Linked DNA regions of Zea mays: region 1 is linked to region 2. The links are chromatin contacts, called in public Hi-C maps. All regions are on one chromosome and are shown on one strand. Each heading gives the region's core, a stretch centred on a gene start, on an enhancer-like site or on the middle of the called end of the contact. The rest is flanking DNA. Distances are from core to core; before and after follow the strand shown. Region 1 holds the start of LOC100285975. Region 2 holds the start of LOC100280081.

The links. A called contact is a pair of places that touch in the nucleus more often than the background predicts.
Region 1: a Hi-C map of bundle sheath shows a contact between it and region 2, with 3 times the contacts expected there. The contact joins the promoter of LOC100285975 here to the promoter of LOC100280081 in region 2. A contact is called at or near these places in 5 of 25 Hi-C or Micro-C datasets (bundle sheath, ear, endosperm and 1 more).

What each region holds. Positions count from the first base shown.
Region 1 is chr2:21,842,685-21,845,400 of Zm-B73-REFERENCE-NAM-5.0, reverse strand. It overlaps LOC100285975, which reads right to left and starts at 1,308. Exons shown (of 4, transcript NM_001158864.2): 1 at 993-1,308; 2 at 563-762; 3 at 266-345; 4 at 1-129. The coding sequence starts at 1,095.
Region 2 is chr2:21,635,728-21,638,427 of Zm-B73-REFERENCE-NAM-5.0, reverse strand. It overlaps LOC100280081, which reads right to left and starts at 1,410. Exons shown (of 7, transcript NM_001153019.2): 1 at 1,188-1,410; 2 at 905-1,091. The coding sequence starts at 1,259. LOC111590821 (a long non-coding RNA gene) reads left to right here and starts at 1,300. Exons shown (of 2, transcript XR_002749933.2): 1 at 1,300-1,433.

The sequences.
Region 1 (2,716 bases), core at 59-2,558, 210 kb before region 2:
TGCGGCGACACGAGCTTGAGCGCGCGGAGCTCCTGCACCTCCTTCTGCAGCCGCCGGTTCTCCTCCGTCAGCGTCTCGCAGCAGCGCTTCAGGTACTCGCAGTCCACCTCCGTCTGCTTCAGCTTCGTCCTGCACGACCGAATGAAGCGATCGAGCGAGGGGCAGAAAAGAGAGAGAAATCCCGGCCATGCAGTGCATGCTTGCTGATCATCAGCACACACGAGCTAGCGCGCGGCGACATATCGCATGTGCGCTACGTACGTACCTGGCGCGCCTGTTCTGGAACCACACCTCCACCTGGCGGGGCCGCAGGCCTAGCTGCTGCGCCAAGGCTGCCTTCTGCCGCTGCACGCCATTAATAAGCAAGTTAGTACAGCTCACAGTCACAGTCACAGTCACAGGCAGGTTGATAAGGTCGAGAACCGGCGAATGATTGAAAGCTACTGCTGCCTAGCCTAGCTGTACGTTCGTCCATCAGGAGTCTTGGTGAGCGGCCGGGAGGATGAACCACAGAACTGTAGCTCTTAATGCTAGCTGCTACTACTATACTACTAGTACTTACAGGGTTGAGAGTTGGGTGCTCCCGGAAGCTATCCTCGAGCACCGCGGACTGGTCCTTGGACAGCCGGAGCTTCTTCCTGGAGCCGTCGATGCCGCAGCCGCCGTCCTCCTCATCGCTGCCGCCTCGCAGGCCATCCTCGCCGGTGACCTCGGTCGTCCGCTTCGCGGGCAGCAGCAGTGGCATCTCCAGGAACCTCTTCTCTGATACATTATATGTGATGCATCCGAGTGACAGCCATACTCATACACGTACGGTATTTAGTTGCTGACTACTAATCTTACATATAGTCAGACAGACATAAGACTCACACATGTACACTAGAGCTAGCTACAGCTTAATTGATATGGTCATTCACAGTTACTCTCTGATAGATCCAAGCATAGCTACTTAGTACAGAGATATATATAGACAAATTGCATTATATATTTACCTGGAGCGCGTAGCAGCATGGTGGCGACATGGTGAGTGCGAGGAGACGCGAGGGACGAGCTGAGGCTGAGGCTGAGCCCTAAGTCCTCGACCCTCTCCATCATCTACCAACCACCGCACCGCCTCTCTTCCTCGATCTGGTATCTTAGCTTCTTCTTCTTCCACCTCTCTGATGATCTCAATCGATGTGAGAGCTAGAGCTAGCGTGTATGTGTATGTGTAGAGCAGCTGGAAGAACTATGGAACTGCGGATAGATATATAGTACTGAGAGTAGCAGTAGATAGAATGGAGCTGGCTGATAGACGATGAAGGTGATAAAAGAAGTGGGGGGGGGAGAGCGAGGGTTTTAAAGACATGGTGGGAGCAGGGGCGGGAGGAATGTTGGATCTCACTTCACACATACGTACGTAGTTTCTGGGACAGCAATCATTAACTTGTGGGGGCGGGCTCCTTAATTGGTGCAATCATAACTTCCCCACCTCCCTCCCCCGCCTAAAGGCAGCCTCTCCGCTCAAAATTGCTGGCCTAGCTAACTTCAGCTATTCCCCACCCAGATTTAGGACTTTTTTTTTTCTTTTCCACCAAAAGCTAAGGCGACCATGATATTTCCCCTTGGTTGACGACCTAGTGGTTGCTATATAGTGTTTTTGTAATCCATGCACCTGACCACTGGAATAATGCATATATAAAAAAAAACTATAGTATAGCGGGTGACCGGGTGTGGTATGCCTTTTATCTTGATCTGTATATGCATGGTTCCTGGGCATACTATATATATATGCTGCCCAGCGTGGTGCAAAATAGATTAATTTCGCCGCATATGCACTGCAGAGTAATATAAAATAGTACTACATACGTTCTCTAAAAGTTGCAGATTTTTGACCACTTGTCTGGTTCGAAATGCTTAGATCGATTTTAGATATGCTAAGTACTCCATGTAATACTATATATCTACTATAGGAAGAGATGTATATTTAAGAACGTGTGTCCGCCTAATACTTACCTTTATTCTGCATTATTTCGACAGCTAGCTAGCTAGGCTCCTAGGCCCTCCTTTGGAATTGTGCGGCAGAAATTGGAGTCGCTGTCAAATTTTTTTAAAAAAAACTGTACTTTTGATCGAAGTGCTACTTTTGCATGCAGTGCAGTGGACAAATACGGACGTTTGTAGCTGGCTAGCTAACCTGGGATGTATATGTCAGTGCACATTTCATGACATATGAATTAGCTACTAGCAGCTAGCTAGCACTTGGCTACAAATTGAATTAATTTGTTTCTAGCTTTGGGCCCGCGCGCTAAGACCACCAGAACTACTGCATGCTCTGGTTATAATACTACCATGCATAGCATGCAATGATCGCAGCACGTAGGAGCAGTGCATGAAGGAATGATTGGCTTTTCGAGTTGGTACCAACCAAAACGCTAATAAGGCTGCCCCGGACCGGCCGGTTCGAGGATGGACGACGGGCGACATGGTTGCAGAGGGCGTGCTCCCATTGGTACGGTAGGCGGTAGGGCATGGCAGCAGCTAGCACTAGCCTCCACAGGACGACGATACGAGGCGAGTTCAAGTGCCCATTCATGCGGTGCGAGAGCGAGCGCGGGCGGGCCGGGGCGCATGCCCTTTCCCCACCATGCCCCAAATCATCGTGTCCCGCTTTGCGCCGGCACGCACCTTGCCGGCTAGCCCCCACACGGGGGCCCCGCCGGCGCTTATCTCACCT
Region 2 (2,700 bases), core at 161-2,660:
AGGACGAGCTGTTTGCGCAGGCAGGGAGAGATGTTATGACCGGCCGCCACTATAGGCGCCGGGCAACAGCATAAGCATGCAAATAAGGATTAGAAGATAAGCATGCAGATAAGGATTAGAAGATAAGATTTGTTAGAGAGAAGATAGGGATTAGAAGATAAGATTTGTTAGAGAGAAGATAGGGATTAGAAGATAAGATTTGTTAGAGAGAAAAGAGGAGATCTATCTCATTAGATAAGGACTAGAAGGGAGTATAAATAATTGTAAGCACCACTCTATAGATCAAGCAGAAACACATTGTTTCCGGCTTCCTGTAGAGAGCCGGGAGTCCAACCCTAGCCGCCACCTTGTTTTCCTTCTCTCACGATCGCTGGCTCCTCGCCGCCGTTCAGCCTTCAAACCGCGCCCACCGATCCTCCACACGTACAACCTCCGATCGGTGCGTGGCAGAGAACAGCAGCATACCAGAAGCACACGTAATCTGTAGAGAAATCCAAATCCAATCTGTTATACACCTATACAAATTTTGAATATTGATCAGCTCTTATGATGGCACACTGGGGAAAAAGAGCTCTAAGCCTCTAACGTGGCACGTCTGGCACAAGGCATTGAACAACATTTGCAATTGATACTGACACTGTACTTTACTGGTGCAGGACTACAGATGAAAGCAACAATATTGGCATACAACAGTCAACAGGTAATCCAGATCCAAACCATAAAACTTAACAACCCATTTCTATTGTAGTCCCTGATGTTGCATCATGTTTCCAATCAATGTGATAATGCTGCTGCATCAACAATGTGCTTCAGAGGGCAGCATGGCAATTGCCACCCAAGTTCGGCCTTGCTCTTGACATATGAAGGACGACACGTGCAAGGGAACAGGCCAGCAGGTACTGACCTGTACCATCGCAGCGGAGGTCCTCGCAGGCGGAGCAGCCAGCGACGACAGCATCGACGGCCGAACCCCATCCTTCACCGGTCGAAACCACCTTCCACGCCGCTCTGACCGCCTCACGGAACGGCCAGGTGCTCACCACCACCGGGAAAGCCACGCCTACTTTCTCCGCGCCCTTGTCGCCCACCGCCTGATTACACCCAAAAAACCCAACAATCCAAATCCATCATCAATGATGTAACAAACTAATACAAACTCCAGAGACCAAATCAAATCTGACGCTTACCGAGCACCAATTGAGCCGAATTAGCAGGAACCCTATGAGAAGCCGCACGGAACTCCGCCTCATGGAACCCATGGAAGCGGCCAAGCGGGCGTCCGCGATTGACTGGATCACTGGATGCAGGGGCGGACTGGCGGGTCCGCCGGTGCCTAGGTGGTAAGCTTACCGCGATCTGCTCCTACAACTACAAGCTCTTCGATAGTGACGTGTCCCATATGTCATTATTGGGCTGGCTGTTGTATACTTCAGGTATCTCTATCTTCAATCTTTTATCTCACTAGAAAAAGTTGCGCGCTTCGCGGCGCCCTGCCAAGCCTAAGGACGGATACTTTTAAAATAATCTAAAATAATTTTGTTCAAAGTCCATTTTTTATAGCCACATGTGACTGCTAAATGTTTTTTGTCTGTTAAAAGTTTCATCGCCGCCACTTATGTCACGACTGCAACACTGACACGATTTCTATTTCAATGATGAAATCAATAACAGCAAAAAAATAAAATGATGTTAATCTTTTGCGGTTCCAAGATTGTCCAAATAAACGTGTGCATAAAATTTACATTGTTCTCCATAAATTCAGAACTTGAATCTGGGTTCCACTTTAATTGGCTTGTTTTTATTTTCATCGGAACTTTTAAATCTTTTTTAGAATGGTTAAGACCAGATGAATCATGAGAAAATGCTAGTTCAGCAAAAAGCTCCTTTAGTTGTGGCAAAACATATATAGAAGTGTTTTCTGGTCCAATTGGTTGACAAAGGTCAATGAGTGTTGTAGCAGCCACCTAATCAACAATGCAGTTTTGGTACCGAAAAAGTTTCGGTTGTACAAGTAAAAGTAATATAAAATAGTAAAAAAGGATAATTTGCACACGAAGATCCAAAGAAATCTGCATAAGAACTTTTATATAAAGACAGGCTTGGTCCTGCAGATGCAGTAGAAAACAATGAGATGATTAATACATAAATATTATGCAAAAAACACACATATTTAGAAGAGAGGCATTGGCACCAAAGCATTTCAGTTGACTAATATCCAAATTTTGACATTAAGTTTTTAAGGTCAACATCAAAATTCACAAGTCAAGGAACACTTGAGCATTTAAATCAACGTGTTTGGTGAAAGTTCTTATGCATTGATTTAAATGCTCCAGAGATTCTGGCTTTGTGCGTGACTGACTGCTGAATGGGCATATACCAAATCTCTTGATAACCTTTGAGGCCACAATACGCTGCTCCAAATCAAGATAAGCACTTGGTTCATCAATCAGATAGATATCTGCAGGCTGAACATATACCACAATGTAAGTGTGCAGAAGCTGACAATCAATCCAAATGATATAAGGTTAGTGGTATCTAGAGGCTGAGTGTCATTAAAGTATTAGGGATATATGGTTCCAGACATCATCAATAACTGGAGCAATTGATACACAGAATCAGGAAACAAAAACCAGTCAACCCAACACTAAGTAGATATGAATTAGGAACTAATAAAGGTACTTACGATCTACTTTGGTACAT